Regions from separate parts of the Anser cygnoides genome. Here region 2 is linked to region 1. A link is a contact called in public Hi-C data. All regions are on one chromosome and are shown on one strand. Each heading gives the region's core, a stretch centred on a gene start, on an enhancer-like site or on the middle of the called end of the contact. The rest is flanking DNA. Distances are from core to core; before and after follow the strand shown. Region 1 holds the start of LOC106036790 (solute carrier family 22 member 13-like). Region 2 holds the start of CSRNP1 (cysteine and serine rich nuclear protein 1).

Region 1 (7,445 bases), core at 1,910-4,409:
TGATGAACAATCTTTATTTAAATATATTTTTCCTCTATGAGCAGCTGCGGAAGCTCCCTGCCTTGTGCATGCTCTTTTTATACTGCCCTAGTTCCTTTTAGCCTGTAGGAGGCTGTTGGCTCCGTCCCCATGGAGCTGCCGGCTCTCTGCAGCCCCGTGGCTGGTGAGTGTGAAGGGGAAGGAGAGGAGGAGGAGAGTCTGGGAGTGAGAGCACCCTGGGGTGCTGAGCAGAAGCCCCGACCAGACAAGGAGGTGGGTGCCAGGAGTTGACGGGGGCTGGGTTTGGCTGCTCGTGTGCGTGCACGCGCGTGTGCCAGCTCTGGCACTTCCTCCTGTTATTCGACACAAAGCACTCCCGACGGCTTCCCCCAGCAAGCTTCTTAGCTTGGGGAAAAGCAGGCTGGCACCTTGATTTTTCATGTCGCCCCACGGCTGATGAGGATGTAGTCTTGGTACAGTATTATTTTTCCTTCTGCCTGCACGCCCTGGGGGCCTCCTGGTTCATTTGCGTACTGGTGCTGAGAGAGGTAGGACTCGAACCGCTCACACGGAACAACGCAGCCTCTATTTATTAAGTTATTCCCCACTTTCCCAAAGCCAGGACTTCGAGTGTGAGTTCACACTAACCCAGGGCTCGTTAGTTTTTCACGGGAGAAAATAAGCAAGAAACTGATGTCATTTGCTCTGTAGCTCTCCAGGCGTTTTGGGTAGCAATCCAAATTTTTTACTTGGGCTATTACAGTGCTAGACAACTGTCTTTTCTGATGTTGTTCCAGTAAGTGCCAATGCTGTTCATAATTGTTTTCCAGTGTCATTAAGGATTTGTTTTTTTGTGCGAATTTCTGATCCGAACCTGAAAGCAGGTGGTAATTTTAAGTTCCTACTTTTAAGGACAATGCTCTGTTAATGACAACGGATCCTCTTCACAACTTTGGTGTATTGTAGATTATAATGAGAGATGTAAAATATTCAGGCTTTTTTTCCTTTTTTGGACTTTGTATTTTACTGCATGTCTCTAATTTTTAATCAATAAAGAACAAATTGTCCATTGCCGTGTGTTCGGCGTGTGCTTTACGTGTCGTCGAGTTGGCTGGCGTGTCTTGGGGAGGGGGCTGGGGGTTTGTCCGAGTGGCATCCGCACCACCTGAGACATTTATTTGGGCGATGGGAGGCTTGGTGACCCCCGGGAGGACTCGATGGTGGCGGTCTATGAGAGTCTGCGCGGGGTTGGGGTCAGGGTGGCATTTAGGGCTGGATGCTGGGGGCTTCTCAGTAGCTGGAAGGTTTGCTCCGAGCTCTGCACACCCTGTGCAGCTGGGGATGAGCTTCTGCTGGCCAGGAACAGTATTGGAGTGGGATGATTTATATCCCAAGAGGTGTCTGGAGAACAAACTGCTCTCCCTCCTCTCCACCTCCAAACACTTGTTCTTTCCAACTTCTCCAGGGCAGACCTGATCCAAAGGTGCCTCCGAGGTCTTCCCTCTACATCTGAAGTGCAACCAGGACCTCAACAAAACGCACTGAAGGTGAGAGACCCCAGATACATCCACATCTCTCATTGTCTTGACGGTTCTTAGGCTGTTCCTCTCTAGGCACCGGTATCCCCTGCTGCAACACACTCCCATGCCAGCGGTCATGCTTTGGGCTGCGAGGGAAGGACGTGTCAGAAGGGAAAGGTCTCTAAGTTTCCGGTCTTCTGTTAACTTTTCTTGCTAGGGCTCTCCGGCTTAGTTTGCCATTTTCTGCATCTATTTATCTTAAGGCGTTCCTCCTTAATGACCGATCCAGAGAACTTTACCTTGGGTGAACACAACTTCCAAGTTTAAGATGTGCGATGGGAAGGGATGATCTTGGTCACTGAATCTCAAGCCCTTCATCCGAGTCAACTTCTTAGCAGTCTTTCGAGCCTAACCTCACTCAAGAATCCCCAGAGAATGATACCCCAGTGCTCTCCCCTCCCTGCCTCTGTAAGAAATCCATTTATGGATGCTCCTAAAGCTTTTTGAAGCTGCCCTACACCAGGGCCTCACCGCCCTCCTGTGGGTCACTGGTCCACGCCAGTTGGCCGTGCTGCCCGTTCCTTTGGGCTTCCCTGCTCTCCTTACCACCTCCCCATCGCCTTCTCGCAATCTCCTCGCAGCCGATGAATTTGCACCTGGAAAGCAACCTGCCCTGGAGGGTGTGCACCTCCTGAAATTTCCGACTCACTCAATGGGAACGCAGCGTGGGTACAACTTCCAACCCGGAGCGCTGCACTTTCTTCAAGTTTACCTACTCCTTGTGGCTGCCTACAGCTGCCGGGCTTATCTTGGGTTTAAGTCTCGGTTCCAGCCCTGGGAATCTGTCTTTGCAGATGCTGCTGCCTATGCCAGGCATCGGGGAAATTTTGAAAGCAGTTGTGTTTTTTTTGAGACATTTCAGAAATGGCTGGTGCCGTTCTCCGTGCTTCCATGCCTCAGTGTCTTTCCACCAGTTTTGCCAGCTTTTTATGGTTCCAAACCTGGTCACACCACGAGTTCATTCTCTCCCGTCCCTCCTGTTGATCCTACAGATTTCTCTCTCGTTCTGTGATGAGGCGAGGTCAGGCTTTTCTCGGGGTTTCTGCCTGAGCACAGTTGCTTTCCCTTTGTCCTAAAAGTGGCATCATCTCTTCCTTCTGGTCGTGTTTTGTGCCAGTCCGGGTCCAGGCAGCCCATGACTGGTGTCTGACCGACCTTCCTGGGCTTTCCCGTTTCAGCTGTGGTGGAGAAGAGTGGATGAGGCCGCTTAGGGCCCGGAACTCCTTTTACCACAGAGGCAGAAGACAGAGAGGGGAGATGGTACGGGGAAGCCGCGGAAGATGAAGGAAACGGAGTCTCCCGTCGGCTGGGATGGCAGCCAGCTGGCCGCCCTTCCTCCTCTCTGGCTCTGCCCAGCCGTTAGCATCACTCCATTTCTTGGACTTTTCCCAGCTCCGCATCACGCTGGGCTGTCTTGGCCTCCGTGAACCTTGCTCACTCGAGTAGAGCAAGCGCCTGCAATTGATTCGGACAATTCGGTCTTCCCCCGTGTCATTGCCACATGGCCCTGGCAGAGGCACGATCCAGATCTCCTGAAGCAGGGGTTGGTTCTGCACGCTTTATCCAGTACCAGACACCGTATGTGGGTGGCCCAGAAATGATTAATGTGTTACACAGTGTACTTAGGACATGTAAAACATCAGGCGTTAAGTCTCTCCTGAAGAGACTGCATATTTGTAGTGCCTGCCTACGTCTGCAGAGCTTATCTTGGGATTAAACATTAATTCCAGCCCGCAGGAAAGTCTGTCCCAGCACTGTCCTCTTCCCGACTCAGCTGACAATGTCGGGCATCGGGGAAATTCTGAAGGCAGTTGGTGATTTTGGGACATTTCAGAAACGGCTGGTGCTCTTCTCCGTGCTCCCATGCCTCAGCCTGGCCTTCCACCAGTTTTGCCAGCTTTTTATGGTTCCAAACCTGCCTCATTACTGCAACACCAGCTGGATCCGTGCCGTCGGCCCCAACCTGACCGAGGAGGAGCAGCTGAACCTCACCGTGCCCCGCGACGCGGACGGGGCGTACGAGCAGTGCTCCATGTACTCGCCCGTGGACTGGGACCTCGGCTCCATCGTGGCGTACGGCCTGAACGCCACGGAGAAGTGCAGCAGTGGCTGGGTGTACCCCTCAGCACAGCAGCCGTCCCTGCTCACCGAGGTCTGTAAATGCCTTTTGACGCCGTGGGGACGTGGAGGGGAAGGGATGGACGGGAGCCTCCTGTCCTGCACTTTGTGGAAGGCCAAGGCAGAGGCGGTGTGGGGCTGAGTCCAGCACATGCTCTGCCCACCGGACAGCCCCTTGCCAGCACCCAAGTAACTCACTGTACCTGGCCTGGGGGGACCTTTTTGGTCTCCCTGCCACAGTTTCCCCTATTCTGCTGCCTGGTTCTCCTCACAGCACCTTCCCTCTGAAAGACATTTACTTTCCAAGAGCTTTAATTTGTCCTTGAGTTTTCTGGGACCTCCAGAGCCCTTCAGGGCTTAGACAAGATGTGGTCCTTATGGGCCATGCAGATGAGCAAAGGCCCTGCCTCCTGGCATCTCCAACATCTTCCTCTCTGCACCTTTCTTCTTCTCTCTCCCCACATTCCTCCCTCTTTCCTCTCTCAGTCTTTCCTCCCTCCCAGCTCCATCTGTCTCTTGGGCACCTTCCTGTGGGCTAAAACCAGATGAGAGAGCCCAGCCTGTGGCATTTCCAAAGGTTCCTTGGCTCCCCTGGAGCCCTGTGTCCTGCCTCCAGCCTGTCCCACCCTGCCCAGCCTTTGCAGCCAGGGCAGCCAGGTGCTGGGACCCCTCTCCGAGGCCCCACTTCACCCAACACTTCCCAGCCAGGAGGCTCCCTTGGGCTGCCTGGCCTTGACGCACTCCTGCAGGTCCCGGTGCTTGGGGCATCGCTGAGTGCCCAGGGGTCTGTCCCACCTCCAACTTGTGCAGCTCATGCACACGATAGAGACCCGCATCCTTGGGAGAGGGATCTCTGCTTCCAGGGGCTAAGGCGAGAGCCCGGGCACCCACCTCCTGTCCCCACCCAGGGCCAGCCGTGCTGCCCGTCCTGAGAAAGCAGCTGCCCAGCTGGGACCTGGCAGGAACAAAAGCAGCTGTGTTTCCCTCCTCCAGTTCGACCTCGTGTGCGACAGGAAGGACCTGAATGACATCTCCCAGTCTGTCTACATGCTGGGACTGTTCCTGGGAGCCATGATCTTTGGGCCACTAAGCGACAGGTGAGGACACACAAGGAATTGCCCATGGTCTCCTATAAACCAGCAGTGTGTAGTGTCATGCACTGCTCCAGGACTGGCTGGCCACAACACTGTGTATTTGGTCACTGCTCCTCACTCACAGTGACTGTCCCAAAATTACAGTGACCCTGACCAAAGTCCTTAGGCCTTGTGTGAACATGGAGTGGAAAAGTAGAGGGCAAAGTGTCTGCATAGAGTGTTTCACATGTAAATTGCGAGTAGTCTGATCCTCATTGCCCTCAAGAAAGTCATCTATGAATGGTTCCACATCACTGTGTATCCCTCCAGGCTCTACCCCATCTCATCCCATGGGGTCTCTCCAGATACCAGCTGTGTCCTCCCTCTTCCTCCACAGGATCGGCCGCCGGCCAGTCCTTCTGATCTCCATCTTCCTCCAGGGCTTTTTTGGTGTAGGAATTGCCTTTGTGCCCCATTTCTACGTATACATGGCCTTCAGATGTGTCGTGGGGGCTTCAGTGTCAGGGATCAACATGACCTTACTGGCTTTAGGTGAGTAGGATGCCCTTACCCTGAGGCAGATGTATGCGGTCTCTCAAGATGCAGTAGAAATGGCCTAAAAAGAAATAAAAAGTCATCCAGGACATCTTGAAAAACGTCCTCCCAAATGAATGGCTCATGTTTTAACATGAGCAGGACAGTCAGCTTGACACGTCTCAGTGGCTTCTGCAGCCGGTTTGCTGAGGAGGCAATACAGAGGGGTGAGGACAGGTCTTGATTGTCACTGCCCTTTGGCATCTTGCCAAGCCTGAGTGAGAGCCACGGAGGGCATCTGGAAGATGGCAATGCTCAGATGAGGACAAGGGGACTGCCTCCCAGATGGGGTGGTCAACATGGGGAGAGAGCCCAAGGGTCTGGGATACCATTGATGGGCCCCAAACCCTGCCCCAGCAAGGGGATATCTGGATGCTGGGAGCAGAGAGGCGAGGTACATGAGCTTTATGTCCTCCTGCAGATGTCTGGGCTGGTGTACTTTACCCTAGTTATACTCATGGCTGACAGGACACCCTGGGGTTAAGGAACGGTGATGCAGCTCATGAAACACTGGTGACTTGCACGTGTGTTAGACATCATTGTTCTGACTGCTGCTGCCTTCTCCTCAGGTCCTGGAGGAGAGGCTCCAGGGGATACAAACTGCTTGAATAAGGGGAAATCATTCACGTCAATGACCCTCAATATTCATTCTTCTTTTCAGCTACGGAATGGGTTGGGGTCTCCTATCGACCACGTGCAGTGCTTATTACTCACTGCTGTTTTGCCATTGGACAAATGATTTTGGCTGGCTTGAGTTATGGGATTCGTAACTGGAGGTTGCTGGAAATTGCAGGATCTGCTCCTATATTTGCCCTTTTCTTCTTCATCTGGTAAGTGGCAGGTGGGCAGTACGCTCCTTGCAGGCATGACAGATGCCGGAGGGCTTTCTGCAGAGCTCAGCACATCTCCCTGGGCCACTGGGCCTTGGAGAGCAGCAGCTGCTTTGGTTCAGGTCCTCAGATGTGGCCTAAACGTAGCTCTGTGAAGCCTGACCTGAGGAGGTATTTAGACCCAACTGGCACACATCGTGCCCATTACTTGCAGGGCCTGGTTGCAGGGAGATGGGCTCTGAGGAAAGTCAGCAGGTCACAGCGGCATCTGCTGCTTTCATCTCCTTGGCAGGGTGCTACCAGAGTCGGCTCGATGGCTGGTGACAAAAGGCAAAATAGAAGAAGCTAAGAAGGTCCTTCAGAAAGCGGCATCCATCAACAAGCGCACCATCCCACCGGGACTCCTTGAGCAGGTACCAAAACCATGGGGGGAGCTGCTCGTCCTCAGAGACCTGCCTCTGAGCATGGCTTTGTAGCACTCCTTGGAGCTGGGCTCACCTGGTAAACATTTTTCCATGAACGCTGGGATCATTTAGGGATGGGCTTTTCTTTAGTGAGGGCTGTACAAGTGTGGAGGATGAGCATGAGGTCCCTGCTCTGTGGTTTCCATGTCTAAATGCCCAAAGGGGTGGAGTTATTTACGACCCCACTCATCCCAAGGACCCTGCACTGACAGTGTTCATCCCGAGGAACCTCCCAGTCTCCAATCTATTGCATGGGGCAGCCACACCACAGGCAGGGGAGCCGAGCCCCACTGGGCTGCCATCCCTCCCACAGCAGCTTTGGGTCACCAGCCTGTCCCGCTGAGCTTATCCTTAGTCTTTGGCTGGAAAAAGAGCTAGCCATGGGTTTTCTTTTTCTGCTCTGACTCTCTGGCTTTCTCCATTTTGAAGCTGAAGTGTGAGACACAGGCTAAGTCTGGAAGTTTTCTGGATCTCTTTCGGAAGAAGCACCTCCGGAAGGTGACTTTAATCATGTCGTGTGCCTGGTAAGACATTGCCTGGTTCCCTCTTTCCTAGCTTCTGGGTGAAGAAAAGAAGGGCTTGAAGGTTATTCATAATTGTAAATACACCTCATGTTTTGGAGATGATATTGATGGTTATTGCTCTTTCTGGTTGTTGTAGATGAAATGCAGTTTGTGGGAAAGACTTTAGCAGTCCCAGCTTTGGCAGTCCTGTGGTACTGGTTGGGTTTTATGTCCCCTTGGAAATCCAAGGATATGCTGAAAATGTTGTCAGTGGAGGTCAATATTGTATTTGCTCATGGCTAAC
Region 2 (7,882 bases), core at 1,897-4,396, 320 kb after region 1:
TTCATCGAAATAAATAAAAGCAAGGGAAGAAGTGAAACCTAGAGGTCACTGGTAGCCTTCCCAAACTTTTTCCAGGATATCCCCTTTCCCCCATGCCCTGGGTTTTGTGCCAAGCATGGCTAAGGGACAGTGACCGGTGACCTCCCCCTCATCCCACAGCCACATTTTGTAGAGAAGCGAGGTTAGGTTCCGGTCCCACCATACTGAAGCTCTCCGGGTCCCCAGGGATGGTGTGGTGACACCACATCGGCGCCAGGACCCGCGTCGGGCTCGGCGATGGGCAACCGCAGCCGCTGGGGTCCGACACGGAGCCGCCGGGTGTAGTCTGCGAGCCGGAGGAAGCGAGGAGCCAGCGTACAACCTGAACTTGGTCAGCCGCGACCCGAACCCCAAAGAGGAAAGCCTGCACGCATGACATCTTCCTGTTAGGAAATATTAATCACGGCCGTGTCCAAACATGGTAAACGAAACCTCAGGAAAACCACTCCTTTGGCGACCGAGTGCTGCTCGCCGTCATGTTCAGGAAGGCCCTCGTGCCTCAAAGGCAGGACCCACCCGGCAGCAGGGCACTGCAGTTACGTATTGCCTCCACGACGTCTGCGTCTGTGAAACAAATTCAGCTCATCCCTGCCGTGCTTTGGGAGTTGTCGCTGTTAGGTGTTAGAGCTTTAGGTTTTAAGGAGCATCCCCGAGAGAAGGCAGCACCATAACCCGGGGATTCTCACCACGCTGCTTGTCGATGGTCCAGCTCCAGCTTGTGGGGCAAAAATACGGCAAAATAGCAAAATTGAGGAATGTCAGGTAAACCTGCGCCTCACCTGCTGATGGAAAGGGTTTGATCACCCGAGTCAGAAACCTGGAGCTCTCTGGAAGCTCCTGGTGGCGTGCGGATATCTTCAGCTCAACACCACAGCAACCAGAGCTGGGGGAACCTGGTGCTGGCTCCCCGCTGCCCCCCAAACTCCAGGGTTTGCAACGCCTTCCTTGCCACAAAGAAACTCGCACAACAGTGCACGTCCAGCAGGAGTAAAATTAATAAAAATAAAAAATAAAAAATTGTCCTCCTTCACCATCTTTTTAATACCACTCTCAAAGCCCCCAGCGCATCGCTTCCCGTCCCACTAAGCCCACTGCTCGTAGGGCCCTGCGCTGGCAGGGAGTGGAAAAAAAATTATCACTTTTAATGTCGCTCCATCCCCCTAAAATGTATCTGCTGGTAGAACTGCACTGGGACATGAACCCATAAAACATTGCAACTCTTGCTGGTGGGGCCTTAAATCCTTCTGAGGGCCAAGCCTTGCTTATAGGGCTAAAGTCCTTTCTGGGATCCCTTAGAGGACAACACTTTCTTGAAAGGATCAAACTTATTTGGTGGCCAACCCATGTCCAGGGGGTCTACATCAATTTTGGGGGCCCAAATCCCCTTGGGGGATCAACCCTCATCAATAGGGCCCAAACACCTTCTGGGGCCAAAATCCCTTTGGGTTCAAAATCCCTTTCTGGGGACAAAAGCCATGCTGCTGTGCCCCAAGTCTTTTTGGAGGGCCCAAACACCTTAAAGAGGCCAAACCTTGCTTGTGGGTCCCAACCCCTCTGTGGGTCCCAAATCTCTTTTGCTGCCCAGCCTGCTTATGATACCCAAGCTCTTTGTGGGGTTCAAACCCCTTTCAGAGGTCAATTCTTGATCATGGGTCCCAAAACACCTTAGGCCCAAACCTGCCAGCCCAGATCTTGGTATCTAAGCCTGCTTGTTGGGTCCCAAACCTCTTGTGGGGCCCAAACTCCTCATGGGGCCCCAACTCCTTGTGGGACTCAAACATCTGGGCTTGGTTGGCTCCCAACCCGTGGGTCCCAAAACCCATGAAGGACCCAAACCCCCTGTGGGGTCCTTATTCATGTTGGTGCCCAAGCTGTGCCCATGGATCCCAAAATCCATGTGGGAACCCAAACACCTTGTTGGGCTCAAACCCATTGCCTGTGGGTCCCAAACCCCTGAAGGGACCCAAGTCATATGTGAGGCCCAAATCCATTTGGGTGTCCAAGCTGTGGGTCCTGTGGGGTTGTTGCTTGTGAGTCCCCAAATGCCATGCGGGATCTGAATACTCTGAGGCATCCAAACCCATTTTGGGGTCCCAGCGTGCCTGTGGGTCACCAAACCCTTGTGGAATCTGAATTCTCCAAGGCATCCAAACCTGTTTTGGGGTCTCAGCATGGCTGTAGGTTGCCAGACCCTTGTGGGATCTAAACACCGAGGCATCCAAACACATTTTTGGGTCCCAGAGTGCTTGTGGGTCCCCGACCCCTTGTGGGATCTCAACACCCTGAGGCGTCCAAACCCATTTTAGGGTCACAGAGTGGTTGTGGGTCCCCAAATGCCATGTGAATTCTGAATTCTCTGAGGCATCCAAACCCATTTTAGGGTCCTGGAGTGGTTGTGGGTCCCCAAGCCCTTGTGGGACCTGAATACACAGAGGCATCCAAGCTCATTTTAGGGTCCCAGAGTGGTTGTGGGTCCCCAAGCTCTTGTGGGATCTGAATCCTCTGAGGCATCCAAACGCATTTTGGTGTCCCTGAGTGGTTGTGGGTCCCAAACCCCTTATGGGGTCTGAGTATCTTGAGGCATCCAAACCCACTTTGGGGTCCCAGTATGCCTGTGGGTCCCCAACCCCTTGTGGGATTTGAATCCTCAGAGGCATTCAAACCTATTTTGGGGCCCTGGAGTGGTTGTGGGTCCCCGACCCCTTGTGGGGTCTGAATCCTCTGAGGCACCCAAACCCATTTTAGGGTCCCTGAGTGGTTGTGGGTCCCCAACCCCTTGCGGGCTCTGAACACCCTGAGTCCCCCAGACCCATTTGAGTCCCCTCACAGCCATAACCCCCCGTAGCACCCCACTTAATTTCCCCGATCGCACCCCCCCCCCCCCCCCCCCGTCCCCCGTGTCCCCCACCCCGTGCGGCCGCCACCCGGCGCCTCAGCGGCCCCTCAGGGGCAGCGCCCCCGGCGGGCCGGGCGGGATGGCGGCGGCGGGGCCAGGCCAAGCCGAGCTTCGGCGCCCCGCCCGGGGAACGGAGGAAGGGGGGGGGGGGGGGGAGAAGAGAAGCAGGAAACCGGGCGGGCCCGGGGCCGAGCCGGCCCCGCTCCTGTCACCGCCTGCGTCAGAGCCCGGAGTTTTCCACTGACGAAAAAGGGCAGCGCGGCGCGGCGCAGCCCCGGCAGCGGCAGAGCGGGAGGCGCCGCGCCAGGCACCGCCGCCGCCACTGCAGCCGGAGCCGCCGCCGCCGCCGACACCCGCCGCCGCCTCCTCAGGTAAGGGGCTTGGCTGGGTTATTTGGGGGGTTTGGGTTCGTGGTGGGGGGGTTTGGGGGTGAATCCGTGATGGGGGGTTTTGGGGATCGGGGTCTGGCTGACTGCCCCCCCCCCCCCCCCCCAACCTTCTTTCCCAGCCGGGCTGGGGGTGAAGGGAGCTGGGGGGGGGGACGCGCATCGGGGACACAAGCGGGACACATCGCGGAGCTCCCCGGACCTCTTGGCTAAGAGGGGGAAAGGGGAGAGTCTTGGGGAGACCCTGCTGTGCCCCCCTTAAAAAAAAAAAAAAAAATTTTTTTTTTTTTTTTTGGGGGGTGGGGGGATGGAGCGCGCCCCCCGTCAGCTCGCTAAGAAACGCTGCGCCTCCGGTGCGGTGATGGTGAAATAAAACCCGTGGGGGGGGGGGGGGGGGGGGGGGGCGAGCCCGGCAGGCTCCCTCTTCCCCAAACTCCCCGGCTCGGGGATGTTTTCCCGTCGCTACAGCAACACCTACCGGCGCTCCGACCGACCGACCGACCGCCCGACCGACGGACGGGGCGCCCCCCCCCGGGTCTCCTTCACAACCGACCCGGGGGGGGCTCTCACACCGCACCTTGGGGGGGGGGGGGGGGGGGAAATAAGGAACAAGAGCAGCGAATAAACCCGCTCGAGTTTCCAAACGTCGATTTATTCCTCTTCTCTGGCTTCCCCGAGCGCCTGTCACCTCCGCCGTGCCCAGCGTCGCCGTGGGATGGGGCTGGCGCGCAGGGAGAAGCCCTGTCCCACAGCTAATTATTATTATTTTTCCTTTTTTTTTTATATATATATATATTTCTTTTTATTATTTCCTTTCCGTGCTTCGCTTTCGTGCCGGAGCGTTTCTCCCGCGGCTCCCGGAGAGCCTTTAATAATTCAGCGCAGGAAACGGGGGCGTATGTACGGCCGGCAAGGTAACGCACGGCGTGTACCTACGGGAGGACGAGTATGGAAACCCGCCGTGAATTATTCATCAGGTGTAATCAAATAGAGGATTTTCCTAGACAAAGCACGCTTCGCCCCTTTCATATTTATTGCAGTGCAATCTGCGCCGAGTACATCTGGAGCCCGCTTCGTCCCGGCCGTGCCAGATAACCTTTTAATGCGTTTGCTAATGTTTCTTATTTACCTTTCGGGCTGTCAGGGAGAAAGAAGGGCTCGGTGGCAAACCCCGCGGAGTTTTTTCTTTGCGAGCTTCCCGAAATATTGGCAGGAGCGAGCTCTTTCGCCCTGCTTCCCCGGGGAAGGCGTTTCGCCCAGCCCCGCAGGAGAGCGCACTTGTGGCACCGCGAGCGGATCCGTGCCTCCGCGCCTGGGTCGTGCGGCGGCAGGGGAGGTTATTTTTAACCAGGGGGAAGGTTATGAAACCTTAGACCCGGCCTTGGAAGGGGGGGAAAATCAGCTGGGCTGAACCGGACGGCACCGCTGCTGGCCCCGAAACTGGGAAGCGACCTCGCAGGGAGGCTGCCCCAGCGGCGGCTGGGAACCCACGGAGGTAAATATGGCAGGAATTAAAATAGTTAAATGGACGGGCAGTGAGTCGGTGCCGATAGCACGGGGGTGACGAAGTTGCCTGCAGGCATTGCCAGGCTCCCTGCTGCCATGAGCTGGCGAGGATTTCGGGGGGCTCAGCACAAGGCTCAGCGCCGCACCGGTTTTTCGCAACGCTCATGCCGAGGTCACCCGACCTGCGTGCAAATGAACACCTGGGAAAGGGGGGCAAAAGACTCCCCCGGGGTTCACTGCGTGAGTCGTACCTGGCTGAAGCGGGTTTTTAAACCAATATTTATCCTGGCTCGAGGCACGGAGCTGGGGCTGGGCTGCGACCTCGACCCCATGCTCCGGGATGAGCCCACCCGGCTGCCCGGGCAGCGGGAGGATGCTGGTGCTCCTAGAGCCAGGAGGTTGGCTCTGAAAATATGTGCTTTTAGTGCATTGCACTGGTTGTTTGCTTTTTTTTTTTTTTTTGTTAACACAAGTTGCTTTGTGGAAGAAGAGTCTGCTTTCAGCTTGCGCGCAGAGTTGGGATCCTTCCACCCTTTGGGATATTCCCTGGTTGGAAAAGAAGAAATTGCAAATATTGCCACGATACCCTAGAAGCTGCTTCGAGGAGCAGCAGCGCAAGCAAGGGTACGCTGGGAGAGGTTTCCTTCGCCTGCCTTGCGTGGCTGCGTGCGCCGCCCCGTAAAAAGTGCAGATAGGGCCCCAAAATCGGGCGCCGAACCTTCTTATCCGTGGTATCTCTTTGTGCAGCCTCTTAGAACCAGCCCGAGTGGCCGCTGATAGTGGTTTTGGTTGCCTTCCTGCTCGCTGGGCTAAACAAATGCCAAGCCTTCTTAAATCTAAATTACTCGAAATATTTACTGTTGATACGTTGTCCAAGAGGAGGATAGTTAAAACATTAATTCTTCGCATTCCTGCGTATTAGGGCTGTACCCTGCAACTCGCTGGGCGCCAGAAATGGGACTTAGCAGATTCGCTTCCCTTCCCCCCTCATTAGACCCCCCCCCCAAAAAAAAAAACTTAAATGCTTGAAAAAAAAAAAAAAAGGAGGGAGAGAGAGAGAGAGAAAGAAAGGAATGCACATCTGGGCTAAATATTTGTTAGAAAGTATTCCCAGGATAGTGGGAGTTCTGGTGCCAGAGAGGAATTCCTGCGGGTTTGATCCATTGCATTATGTACTTGTTCCAAAAGCTGTTTTCAGTAAAATAGATGAGTAAGAAGTCTTAGCCAAGAACAGAATGTCTTTTTTGGCAACTAAAAGGAAGATAGGATTATTTTATTTCAGGTTATGTAAAAAAAAAAATAAAAAAAATGAAGAGAGAGAGAGAGAAGGTGGTAAAATCCTCCTGCGCTCTGTGCTGCTCACAGAGATTTGCACCGCCGAGCAGAGATATTTTCCTTTTTTTTCACGCTGCCGTGCACATTTTTGTGACTTCTGTGCTAGGCACAAATGCGGACTGAAGTCTAAGGCTGGCGGCATCACCGCAGTTCAAATATCCCGGCTGCGGCCGGTGGTTTCGGCGGCACCGCTCCCACGGCGCGAATTCCACAGCCGAGCGCTGGGAGCGAGGAGGGGAGGGCACCGGCTTTGAGCTGCCAGCTGAACCCCCATCCAGAGGGTGGGTTTTTGGGGTAGATGCGTGAAGACATATTTTGTAAAATCCCCTCCCAAATAAATAAATTATTGCACCATCCGTAATACGGCTTGGTTTGCTCTGGCTGGGAAATCCGGCTTTGCAGGTGACCTGAGCATCGGGGCTGCCTCGCCCTGCAGCATCACCCTTCTGCTCTCTTCTCTGGGAGTCCTAAAAATTGGGCAACCCCTTTATAAAAAGATGTCGTTTGTGGGTTTTTTTGTTGGCCCTAGGTAAAAGTCCTGATGCTCCCCAGGCTGGCAGCAACGTTCCCTTCCCAGCGCATCCCCAGGGGCAGGTTTTGGGGTGGAGAGGAGGGTGCTTGTGCTTGGGGAGGGCTGGCCCTGGAGGGGAGGATGGACAGACAGACAGACAGATGGATGGATGGATGGATGGACATCAAATGGGAGGTGGCGTCAAGCAGAAGTGGCTCCGGGATGGGGTGAGCTGCACCAGAGCAGTGTCGCTGCCCAGGGACTCGTCTCCAGCGCCATGACCTCGGCTGCTCCACCACGCGCCGGTGTCCCCGCAGGAGGGGACGAAGTCAAAATGACACCCGCTCGCCTTGCCCGTTCGACTCCCATCCTACTGGAGATCCCATCCTTGGACGAGCTGGGTGCTCCCTCCGTTGGCTGGAAGGTGGTGGTGAACGAAGTATCCTTGGAGCAGCGAGTGGGTGTCCTGCGGCACGAGCTGGTGCTTCCCAGAGTTTATTTTCGCAGTTTTTGGTCACTCCGTGTGGACGAGGAGGCAGCGGTGCCACGCAAACCTCCGCTTCGGGCTTCCCTTCAGACCCACGCCACGGATTTGGAGATTTCCTTCGCTCCTGGTTGTTTCTTAAAAGCAATGGGTGACGGAACAGGAGGAGGAAAAAAAAAGAAAAAACAAGGAGACGCGAGGTTTTGGGGCATCGTGGCTGCCCGCGAGCGCCGCTTTGCCAGGAGAGGGTTTAGCGCAGGTGCCAGGTAGGACACGCTGCCGCTGGAGGGCCGCCAGGGCCACCTTCCCCCCATCTGTTTTGGATCCAGGCCCAAAAACCCAACCCCTGGCACAAGCACCTGCAGCCCCAGGGCCACCGTTCCCCACCAGAAGGGGACGGCTGGAGGACCCAGGGGGGCAGCAGCCCCGTGGGCGCACGTTGCGGTGAATGATTAACTTCTTCCAACCCAGGAATGGCTCCATCCATTCATCTTTAACCTTTTAGGGGACTGCCGGCTCCTGGGAAGCTGCTGGTAAACGTGATTAATGAGCGCTGGGGCTTTGGAGGCACCGCGTACGCGCCCGTCAGCCTAGGTGTTATTGTGCAGCGCCGCTGAGATACCGAAAATCCCGTCACCAGGAGGTTTTGAAGTCTGTGCGGTTTCTGTGCCGGCTGCTCAGAGCTGTCGGGAGGGCGTTGGTTTTATGTTGGGTTTTCTTTTTTT

The links. A called contact is a pair of places that touch in the nucleus more often than the background predicts.
Region 2: a contact with region 1 is called in a Hi-C map of liver, with 4 times the contacts expected there. The contact joins the promoter of CSRNP1 here to the promoter of LOC106036790 in region 1. A contact is called at or near these places in 2 of 7 Hi-C or Micro-C datasets (both in liver).

What each region holds. Positions count from the first base shown.
Region 1 is chr2:5,741,344-5,748,788 of Taihu_goose_T2T_genome, forward strand. It overlaps LOC106036790 (solute carrier family 22 member 13-like), which reads left to right and starts at 3,160. Exons shown (of 10, transcript XM_066991413.1): 1 at 3,160-3,711; 2 at 4,671-4,774; 3 at 5,148-5,302; 4 at 6,006-6,174; 5 at 6,467-6,587; 6 at 7,068-7,162. The coding sequence starts at 3,340. OXSR1 (oxidative stress responsive kinase 1) reads left to right here. Exons shown (of 18, transcript XM_048062313.2): 18 at 1-1,050.
Region 2 is chr2:6,063,508-6,071,389 of Taihu_goose_T2T_genome, forward strand. CSRNP1 (cysteine and serine rich nuclear protein 1) reads left to right here and starts at 3,147. Exons shown (of 5, transcript XM_066991433.1): 1 at 3,147-3,306.